Linked DNA regions of Mus musculus: regions 1 and 2 are each linked to region 3. The links are chromatin contacts, called in public HiChIP or PLAC-seq and promoter capture Hi-C maps. All regions are on one chromosome and are shown on one strand. Each heading gives the region's core, a stretch centred on a gene start, on an enhancer-like site or on the middle of the called end of the contact. The rest is flanking DNA. Distances are from core to core; before and after follow the strand shown.

What was found. HiChIP or PLAC-seq counts read pairs in DNA pulled down with a chosen protein or histone mark. Capture Hi-C pulls out chosen DNA fragments and counts their contacts.
Region 1: a contact with region 3 is called in an H3K4me3 HiChIP or PLAC-seq map of craniofacial prominence, with 3 times the contacts expected there. The contact joins the enhancer-like site here to the promoter of Irx6 in region 3. A contact is called at or near these places in 3 of 39 promoter capture datasets (embryonic stem cells, maxillary cranial neural crest and second pharyngeal arch cranial neural crest), 8 of 484 Hi-C or Micro-C datasets (all in embryonic stem cells) and 6 of 115 datasets of contacts at active chromatin or transcription factors (craniofacial prominence, embryonic hindbrain, embryonic limb bud and 3 more).
Region 2: a promoter capture Hi-C map of pancreatic islet shows a contact between it and region 3. The contact joins the promoter of Lpcat2 here to the promoter of Irx6 in region 3.

Annotation. Positions count from the first base shown.
Region 1 is chr8:92,458,441-92,462,075 of GRCm38.p6, reverse strand. No RefSeq gene overlaps it. Among named protein-coding and RNA genes, the nearest start is that of Irx5, 100 kb to the right of the region's middle. Within about 2 kb of position 1,460, at least 49 of the 459 cell types and tissues checked have an H3K27ac peak or open chromatin away from gene starts, as enhancers often do. A contact at or near this core is called in craniofacial prominence and neural tube, where this site is marked.
Region 2 is chr8:92,853,258-92,856,833 of GRCm38.p6, reverse strand. It overlaps Lpcat2 (lysophosphatidylcholine acyltransferase 2), which reads right to left and starts at 1,501. Exons shown (of 14, transcript NM_173014.2): 1 at 1,209-1,501. The coding sequence starts at 1,379. It overlaps Gm45472 (a long non-coding RNA gene), which reads left to right and starts at 1,416. Exons shown (of 2, transcript XR_003947583.1): 1 at 1,416-1,610; 2 at 2,867-3,576. It overlaps Mmp2 (matrix metallopeptidase 2), which reads right to left. Exons shown (of 13, transcript NM_008610.3): 13 at 3,413-3,576.
Region 3 is chr8:92,672,341-92,675,892 of GRCm38.p6, reverse strand. It overlaps Irx6 (Iroquois homeobox 6), which reads right to left and starts at 1,604. Exons shown (of 6, transcript NM_022428.3): 1 at 814-1,604. The coding sequence starts at 858.

The DNA.
Region 1 (3,635 bases), core at 211-2,710, 210 kb after region 3:
AACTATCTACCTCTTCTATAGCCATGGATGGGGTGGAGGGGCAGTGATCTGAGTCTCCTCTCTCCAAGAGGGGGCATTCATGGACCAGAATTCATGAAGTTCTCCAGTGTGTTACCACAGCTGTATTGATTCAATATGGTGGCAGTTATACCAAACCAAAGAACCCTACTACTGCACACAGGTCATTCTGAGTGGTCTTTTTACACACACACACACACACACACACAATGGCTTCAACGCTTAAGGGAATGAATCTGGCTCTGCACCCAGCTATGGTGTCCACTCTCCAGTCCCCAACCCACCAGGACAGATGAACAGCTATTGGGGATTCGTCTGCACCAGGCGCTGTGGAAGGGAGAAGTGGGGCTGCCCTACCTTCTGTATGACAGAGAAGCCCTTCAGAAAAGTGACAAGATTTGCTCAGGTTCTGTTCTAGGGGTCCTGCCTTGAACACAGCTTGGGCCACACTTCAAAACACAAAAGCCTTGTTAACTTGTCATCTTGTCACCCAGGGGAATCCCTCAGGAAACCTCCCAAATGGGCACCTTCCTCTATCACCAGCAATTTTGGAACCACTGCCCCATCTCCCGACCCCCGACCCCTGACTCCCACCCCCTCCGTCATCGTGTGAATTTCAGGTCTGATAGGATCCTGGGAATGTGGCCACTTCCTCCCAATGACAAAACAGATGCCTTGAGTCCTGAGACCTGGATGCCCATACAGAGGACCTGAGATGATTCAGTCACCCTAGTCCCACACCGGGAGTTTGAGTACTTAGTAGTATTCCAAACAGTTACTGGGTGGCTTTCAACTAACCAGCGGAAGGTACACCCCAGGCCCCTCTTGCTAGCTCTTCCTCCTGTTCTTGTTCGCAAGCTGTTGCCCCTGAATGGTTTAAAGACTAAACACTGGCATACAGTAGGCATCCCCCAAAATGCCTTCTTTTCCTTGCTGGTAGTCCAGAGGGACCCCTCTTCGCTGTCACTGGGAGAGTCCCGGGAAGAGCCAGCCGGTTCCTTACTCGGATCAGCCTAGCGCGTTTGAAAACTTCCAAGGCAGGAAAACTTTGTGGTCGCGGGACGGCTGCGCCTCGCCACCGGCTTGAAAGGCCCCGCGCGGTCCCCCGCGACCGCGGCGCGCTGCATAGCGTCGCCCGCAGGAGCGGCGGGAGCCGGGTGCCGTGCTAATGGGGCCAGCGGCGGAGCCGGGGACGCCATGAAAGGCGCGCGCGCAAACGCGGGCTCTTGTTGCGGGAAGAAGGGCCAAGCCTGGCTTTCCGCAGCCGCTTTGAGAGCAGCAGCGCTGGGATTTCATGGCACGGCTTCGGCGGGAAAATCAATCAGCGGGGCTGCCGTTTGGAGAGGCAGCAAGAAAGGCCACTAACGAGGCCAGATTGTAACAGTTCTGCGAGCAGCCACAGTGCTCACCTTACACGGCGGCCGCGCGCTGGTAAATAATAAATCACAGCGGCCGGCGGGCGGCGGCGGCGCGGGCAGCCCGCGCGTTTGACTGCAAAGCAGCGGCGCATCAATTATTCACCGCGCCAGATAAAACGCGGCTGCGGCCGGGCGAGCAGGTGCCCGCGCCCAAAGCGGCCTTTTGATGGCCGCGGGCCGGGCCGGGCGGCAGTGGGGCTGGGGGCGCGCAGAGCGCTGCGGGATCGGAGCGGTGCGCTCCCGCGGCGCGCTTTGCACAATCCCGGGCTGGGAGCAATTACAGCCGGACCGCCGGGCTGGGGAGAGGGAACGCGTGTGCGCGTGCCCGGGAGCGCCTCCCACGCCCAAGGTGGTGAAGTGTAAGAGCAAGCTTGTTGAATAGCTGACCTAGGCATTTGTGCGTGCACGCCTGTGGGGAGTGCCTGTTGGTTGCACAAGCACAATGGTTATGTTTTGGGTGTCAGACGGTGGCCTCGTGCCTATGAACTCTGTTATCAGTAAGTTTGCAGGTGTACACACTAGCTGTATCCATCCATTTGTCTGTGGGAGATGTGTGTGCCAGGGTACAGATGAATATGCCTGGTAACCTCCACCCTTTCCTGTGCATTACTATATGGGGCATTTGTTCATGCATGGAGTTGGATTTATGTGGACACACATTTGTGTCCCTGTGAGCTCGTATGTGGTATGCATGTGGATGGTGAGCATGTAGTTTTATCTTCCCATATGCATGTAGACACACTCAGAGTAATACATACATACAGAGTTTGCAGCTAGGTGAGGTGTTTATGCATACATACAGTGTGTGTGTGTGTGTGTGTGTGTGTGTGTGTGTGTGTGTGTGTGTGTGTGCACGATGTGTGCAATGGACTCATAAAGGCCATAATTGTCCAAGTGTGGATATGCATGTGAATACATGTGGTTATGCATATGTGTGTGCACAGTCAAATATGTGTAGGCATGCATCCATGACTTTGAAGTTTGAACACCACGGGTATGTATATGTATGCTTGGATAATTATGCATGCATGTGCAAAGAAATAAGCAAAGGAGGGATTGAAATTATTAAACCTCAAACTCAGAGGTAGAGCCTCTAGGCCCAGGGCTCAGAGTCCTCCAGAGGGCTGGTGCTTGCCCAATGGAGGTGCTTCACCAGGCAAGGAATGTAGCACTCGGAGGGTACTGCATCTGAAGTAGGTAGTTCTGAAGGAGTACGGGGTGGGGGTGGGGGGTGTTATTCTACAAGAATTTGGAAAACTGCAAACCCGGTTCAGTCTCTGGTGCCCAAGGGGAAGAGCAGTGAGATTCATCTTCTCTGAGTCTGTCTTCAGGAGTAGATGCGCAGCTAAGGGACCCACACTTCACCTTCAGCAGAGCACCCTGACAGCAGCCAGCAATGGAGGGTACCTGCCATGTGATTTTTTTTTAGCTTCCACAGAGGATCAAAACAACTGAGTGTCTACCCAGCTCAGAGCTATTTGCAGATATAAAAACAGGCGCCCTTCTCTTCCCCTAGAAACAAAATGTGTTCCTGACTAACAGTGTGTGTGTCACCAGAGATGATGAGCGTGCTCACTGCAGGGATGGTGGGTTTTCCCCCAGAGGAGTCCCTGCTGTAGGTAGCAGACAGGGAGGACATCTCTGAGGCTGGAAGATGGCCTCTGCTCCTTAGAGACAGACCCACAGTTCTGGAAGCAGCCAGGACTCCTGGTTCCATGTGTTTTGTGAAAAAGTACAGACTAGGAGTTCTCAGGTTTGTCACTAGTCAGAGGAACTGCCCACCTCCAGTAAGAGCCCAGAGGAGTGTGTACAAGGCACATTCCTTGCTGCTGTGATGGAAAGAGCTGCCAGAGGCAGTTTAATGGAGAACGGGTTTATTTTCGTTCACAGGTTGATGCTATTGGGTTGGGAAAGGCATGGGAGCTGATGGGGCTTGAGCCAAGAGGAAGCAAGATGAAATGTAGACAGCTGTTTAGCTCTCATTCTCTTCGGGAAGTCCAGGACTTCATCCATGCAGCAATACCGCTCACAGTAAGACCTGTTCCTCCCATCTCAACTAAGCCAAAGTAGAAACTCCCTCACACACATGCCCAGAGGTTTGTCTTCTGGATTTATTCTAGATCCTGAGTTGACAGTCTCTAGTAAATCAATACACAAGAGCAGCCTGTGGGGACCGTGAGTGTTAGGTTACAGGGACAG
Region 2 (3,576 bases), core at 252-2,751, 180 kb before region 3:
TAAACTTAGTGTCTCCACATCTTTTATCTTCCTCTCTCATACCTATCTTCAACCAGATCCCCGTCGTTAACTCTAACCACCACCCTCTACCACCAACCCTGCTCCCAACACACACACACACACACACACACAGAGCTCTGTGCTTAACATGCTTCCTCCAGAGGGGTCACAAATCTTAAAGCTGTATATAGAAACAATGCTAAATACTACTTCAGTGCAAAATCGCAAAAATTCTGAGACGTACAGGGAGACATTAACCCTTCTCCCCCTGCAGACAAGACAACCGCTGTTTTCACCCATCTTTCTCTTTCTCAAGTCACTAACCTCATCAAAGAGGAAGTCAAAAAGTGAACTCACTGATGCCAAAAAGCTGTCTTTTCCGAGATAAAGACAACTTCCTTTGTGGCCATTTCTAACAGCTATGTCTCATGTCATCTTTGAATCTAGAAAAGATGCTGTGTAAAAGCCCACTCAAAAACACTCTCAAATGCCTTCATGGGTCTCCCAGATTTCTCTTTGCTTTGCTTCCGACTCACAGCCTGGCTGTTCCTGGGCAGTTTGTCACTAGAGCCTTCCCTATGGTTCCAAGGACAGAGCAGGGATCTCTGCCTCCTCTCTTACTCTCCTCGGCTCTAACTGGCTCCCCTTTTTACAGAAGGCATATAAAAGAGAGTACCATGAAACCCTCTCTCATATGGTAGCTCTCAACCCGCTGCTTCCACAAACTCGAGCCAAAGCTCCTACCCCATCCCGCCCCTTCTCAGGCATACCTTCTCTGCATCTTCTCACTTTTGTGTACCTTGGGTCATCCCATCCCCCAGTGTCCTCACTTCTCACATCCTCCTGTTTGGCCATCATGACCCTTTCCAGTCGGATCCGGATCCACAGATCTTTCTTCCGCAGATCCTTTCCCTTACCAGACTCCACACTCAGCCAGCCTCCCCCTTCAGACTATCTACTCAGATGCCTCCCCCGTCAGATTTCCAATTCTTCAGGCAAACTCCTAGTCACACCCACTGTGATCTCCTCTGACACTCTTCGGATTCGCGATCCTCTCAGACGCCTCCTCCATCAGACCAGCTATTCCCTCAAATACCTCTCAAGTCCTGATCCCCTCAAGACTGATCCTCCTCCGACCAGATGCCCTCACCCCGAGCCTCCTCCATCGCACCACATTGCCTTAACCTGAGCGCGCGCCTTGCCTTTACCTGCAGCCTTCGGGAGGCACTGATCGTAGTCTGCTGGACGAAGGGGTTGGGCACCGGCGGCGGGAAGAAGGACGCCTGGCGAGGTACCATGGGTGGCCGCAGCCCGGCGTCCCCGACGCCCGAACCCGGGACCGTAGCCGCCACAGCGGCCGCCTCGGCGCATCGGTTCATGATGGATCCAGGTGCCCGACCCGAGCAAAGCGGGGACCCGAAGAGAGCGGCCGAATTCACAGTCCCAACCTCAGAACCAGAGACTCCCAGCCCCAGGCGCCGCTCCCGGCTTCTGCGCAGGCGCCAGAGTCACCTAGCCACTAGCTGCCCCGCCCTCCGGGACGCACCCCGGGCTCTGGCCCCGCCCCCTAGGAACCTGCTTTTGGAACACACCTCTTGGATCCCAATCTAGTAAGTAAACTTATAAATCCAGGGTGGGTTTTGTTTATCTGTGCTCGATTTCCGGCGTGTTTCGTTTCCTGGGTAAACCTATTTCATTTGGGGGTGTTTGTAGGTTAGAAAGAAAGCGAGCTAAAACAGTAATTAGCAGCAGGAGCAGACAACATCCCACTCAAAACCTAGATTAACATGGAGATGGCTGTCTTTCACAGTAATTATTTGTATAGAAAAGGCAAAAGCAACTGGCTTCTACTGTAGATGAGGAACCTGACCCAGAAAAGGGAAATGTTTGACGACACACTGAGGAAGTATGAGGCTGTCTGAACCTGTAGGAGAGGGTAGGGAGAGTCCAGGGTTGCCCAGGGCCTTGGTCATTTGCTAGTTGGTAGAACTCTGCCTAGCTGCAGTTGAAGAATGGAGAGACAGTGAACCAGTCATCCCTGGCTACCTCTCCTCCCAGCAGGCAGTGGAGGACAGGGAGAATGAGACGTACCATCCAGGCTCTAAGACAGCTGCGTGTCCAAATTTAGCCACTATGATATCCCCAAATCTTCCTGCTGCATCAGGTAGTTGTGAGTCTTGGGCTACTGACTTGAACTTCTCTGAGTTAGTTGCCTCCTCTAGGAGTGAGAGGGTAACTGCTACCTCACAGGGCTGTACAGTAAGGATGAAATAACGCAGTGTAATGCACAGAGCAAAGCACTGAGGAGATGGTAAAGTGGGGAACAACTGAATTCCCTCTGGATGTGTAACAGAGAATCTTAAAAACAGCGATAGGTCTCTGCCTAGAGACTCTTGGAATAGCCTGTGTCTTGCAAGAAGGAGCTTCAAGAATCAGAACTAGTAGGCGAGACACAGGAAAAAAGGTGATTTCGGGCCCACTGAGATCTCTCCCAGGAATAGGGTCTATTCCTCACTCCACTACCTCTAGTCCTACCAGGGAAGACCCAAAGTGATAGACTCCCAACCTATCCGATCTAGCAGAGACTTCTGAAACACACACACAGTAGCTTTTGGAATTCATTGACAAATCACTACATGGGAGGTCGGGGGAGGGGGAGGACTAGAGGTAGAAGAAGCTCCCACATTTATTGTGGCTATGTTTAGAAAGCAGGCACATCATCCCCTCAAAATGTGTTTCCTTGGGGAGGTTTTAGGGGTGACGGAAGCTGCTGCTGCTGCTGTCTGCGGTCTGTGGTGGCAGCTGCGGCAACTCTGGGTTTATGTTCTTCATCATTTGGCCCCAGCTCAAATTTTGTTTCTAACAGCCGACTCTCTGATCCCGACCAACCACTTTCCTCTGGGCCCTGCTGCCTCTCCTCGGGAAGTCTGTCCAGGTGATCCTTTAATGGCTCTTAGAAGAGGAGCAGGTGTGGCTGCTGGGGCTGTCTTTCTCGGAAACTGAACTGCTATTTGGAAAAGGCAAAAGCAGCTGGCTCCCACCGGGGATGAGGAACCGGACCCACAGAAGAGACGTGATTGACGCAATCGTTAGGATCCGCTCTCAGTGTAAAAGAAACAAATGGTTAAAGGGAAAGTAAACCTCCAACAGACCCCATACCTACAGCAAGGGAATTGCTGCTGCGTGCGTCCCAGTTCTTCCTCAAGAAGACCAAAACGACCTCTGTGTCTAGGCTTTTCCCAGTGTAGATCAGGCACATAAGCCTACTCACTCTGGAGTTCTTAGTTTAGCACCTCTGACCTTTCCAGCATGCATCCTCTGTGCCTTACATTGAGCAGAGATTTGTTTTTTTAAGCACACCCCCACTACCCCCACCGCTGGCCGCTGTGAACTGCTAAAACAGAGCCAAACACTGTCACTCAATGGGTGTCTTTATTTATACTTGTTTGCCATTTCCCATGGGGAACTGTTAAAGGGAGAAGCAAGAAGGCTGAGCAGGAAGCCACTGACTTGGTTCTCCTCCATCCAGTGGAGGAAGTGACTGGGCATGATCTGCACAGAGTGAGGAGGGGAACC
Region 3 (3,552 bases), core at 355-2,854:
TGGCATAGGGATTTCTCGATGACAATTTACCCAAATTGCTCTTATAGATGCCCCCAGGACATTGCTAGGGCTCCGCAGTCCTGGGGAACTTTGGAAATAAGACCAAATCCTTGTCTCTCCCCCTTCTGGGATTCTACAAAGGCAGAATTAAAAGTTAGCCTTCAAGACCATCACCAACATGTCATTCCTGTCCCCACTGTACTAAAAGGGAATCCACTCACGGTCAGAGTAGACCGGTCCAGGATCCCACAGCAGGTCAAAGGTCAACCTGACACTGAGTGCCAAGAGGGGTGTGTGTGTGTGTGTGTGTGTGTGTGTGTGTGTGTGTGTGTGTGTGTGACTATTTTGGAGATAATGGAGAACAGTGATGGGCATTCTCAGACTTCTCCAAGGAAAGCCTCACCACTGCACAACGCCCTGGTTTGGAAACTGGAGGGAAGCTGAAGTAGAGAGCTTAGAAAAGAGTGGGATTTGGGATCGGAGCAGAGGTCAACAAATGAGCAGTGCAGTGCCAATGCGCTGAAGTCCTTTTGTTTTCTCCTGAGAGTACCCTGGCCACCGAATCTGTCCAAGGGTAACCCTGACTACAAGTTCCCTCAGATCCCACCCACCTCGCACACAGAGTGCGTTTCAGGTGGCACTCAAAGAGTGAAAGCTCTCAGACTGGCATCAGGATGTCAGCGGGTGCTGTGGCACATTTCCCGGTCCGTGCTCTTTCTGACTTCCCTTGGGTCAAGGAGAAGAGGAAGCTCGGGGATTACTGGGCATCCCTCTAGCCTGCCTCTGCCACCCCCACCCCCTAACTCTACTCACCTGGGATGTGCTGCCATACGGGTGTCCAAAAGGTGAAAAGGCCATAGCAGGGCGTCTTCAGGGACTTGAGTCCCTCTTTCCTTTCGAGTCCCTTGCTCAGCTCTGTGATTCGATGACCCCAGCAGCGCAGCGCAGCGTCTGGTTTTCTTACAGGGCTGCAGGAGCTGGCCGCCAGTTCGTTGGCAGGAGGGGAGAGACGGGAGGCAGAATCAAAGGCAGAGGGGCTGCCGAGTTCTGCGATTGGTAAGGCACCCCTACGGCCTGTGGGTTCCAGAAGGCAGAGGGGCCCATGGATCGGCGGCAGAATTAGGAAGAAGGAGTAGGGTGCCAAAGGCGCGCAGGGGCAAGGTGAGGTACAGCGCAGCGTCGGGCTGTGAGGTTCCCGAGGTGTCCCAGTCCAAGGTGGCCAGAGGCTCAACGTGACGTCACGGTAATCCCCGGCCGCCAGAGGGGACCGCGGGCCCCGGGGCCCCGGGCCACCGAGTGTGCCAAGGGCAGCCAGCCCGTGTACATGCACGCACTCTCGGATACACTCGTTCTTGCTCTGCGAGGTTTGTGCAACGGGCGAGAAACGTCAAAGACCCTGACCCTCGACTCGCCGCTAGATCCTACCCTCTTTCGCCTGCAGCTCACGCGCGCGCGCGCACACAGACCCTCTCCAAATTCCCCGGGAGAAGTGGGAAATACGCCTCCCGGCGAGCCGTGCGGGCCCAGGGTGCAGCGTGCTCGCCTCCTCCCCTGCGGCCCCCGAGGAGGCAAGAGGCAAGCGGGGCGGCGAGGGAGGAGAGAATACAAAAGAAGAGCCCAGAGGAAACTGGGGGAGGCAGGCAAGGGGGGAGAAAAAGGAGGGAGAGGAGAGCTGAGGAGTCTGATGGCGGGGGTGGGGGGTGGGGGGAGTGGGGTGGGCGAGGGCTGGGAGGAGGCAGAGCCGGAGCAGGTGGAGGAGAGCAGGGGCTCGCAGGACCAGCCTCCAACTACAACCCATCTCCGCCTCTCCTCTGCATCAAAGTTTGTTGGCCCCTCCGTCCCGGGAGCTCTTAGGGTTGGACCAGCTCCAGCAGCTTTGATCAAGCCCCCCGGGCAGCCCATCTGTGTCCTTGGGGATGTGGCTTGGGTCTCAGTTTCCCCAAATCGTTGGCTAATCCCAGCCCTGGCCAGGTCCTTGACCTCTTGGGCGTCTCTGCAGAGGTCTGGCCCTGGGCTAGACCGACGAGCGCCCCCTCCAGATCGAGGTGCAGCCTCTGTAAGAGAGCTCCCATACACGCACCAAGTCTGATCCCTTGCATCTGTAGGCTGCCAGCCAAGAGTCTGGGCCATCTCCGCCAGAGGCCAGGCTTGGCTCCTTCCCGAGTGCCGCCAGCGGTGTCCGCCCCAAGCCCGAAAGCGGGGCGAAGGCTTCACGGCCCCAGGGCTACCTCTGCACTCCTCTTGGGGTGGCGCTGGCGAGCCGTAGAGGAGAGCTCCGGAGGGAGTAGCGCCAGGGACACTCAGCTGGGCCCAATGGTGTAATAAACTCCTTCGCTGGCTTTTCAAAAAAAAGCACCGATGCCTCTGGAAACAGGGGGTTGCTTGCAAGACTTCCGGACAGGGGTGGCCAGTTAGCAAGTGCTATAGATTTTGCACACTTACAGGCTGACACCATTCCGAAGACATGTCTAAGGATCAGGAGGGGCTTGCAGACTGGCGATGAAAGGTCTTAGGTGGCGCTGCTGCGGCACCAGGTGGGGTTTGCAATTCAGAAAGCCTTACCTTTCAGTCGCCCTGTCACAGCGCTAGTGCACTTGACAGGTCTTGGACGGTCCTAGATCTTTACTATACCTCCTCTAGGGGTTCCGGAGTTTGTTCAGGGACAATGTTTTATTTTTCTATTGAAACTCGAGACGGTGTGATCCAGGGGATACTGAGAGCTCTCAGTTCTTGCCAGGAGAAAGAGGCAAGGTTGGGGGCCCAGGCAGGAAGTCCCTCCACAAGTTTGCCTCTGGCCTCTGACTTGGCAAGCCACACCCAGTGACCTCTTTAGAATGGCACTCTAGGCTCAGCATCTGCTCACCTCTCACAGTTTATGTTTAATAGACAAGGAGCTTAAAGAGGGCACAAACCACAGATGAGTCTACAAATCCAGCTGCTGCCACAGGCCATGGTTACCTTGGTGAAACCTTGCTTTTAAACTGGGAGCGTCCTTGTAAGAAAAAGAATTATAGTCGTTGCCAGATTGACGTAGTGGTAAAAAGTCACGGTAATAAATAGATCCCTTGATTTCTCAAAACCCACTTTGGAGCAATCACCCCCTTATAGCTTGGATGTTGCTAAGCTCTCTCCCTCTTTTTTAAAGTGGGAATTGGAAAGGATTCATTAAGTTAGTCCCTTGGGAAAGATTACTACTAATTAATTAATTGCAAACATTTCCAGAGGGAAGGTATGTCAATTGTAAAGTAATAAAATTAGATAGTTGAAATACTTACTCAGCAAATTTGATTGCTTATTCCTCCCTAAGCAGAGGAAAATTTTTTTGACAGACAAATGGGGATGGTGGTGTAAAAAAAAAAAAAAGCATTAGCCCTGTCCCTTGGTGATATTGCAAAGTAGAAACTACCTTATAGGATTTATTGATTTTCCCAGTGATTTATAAGACCTCCGGGGTGTCAATGCTATGTGCAGGGGCTCTGGGCCTACCTCTTGTCTTTGCTCTATGATGTGAGAGAGCCAACAGAATTTGGAAAAGGAAACTCAAAAATTAGT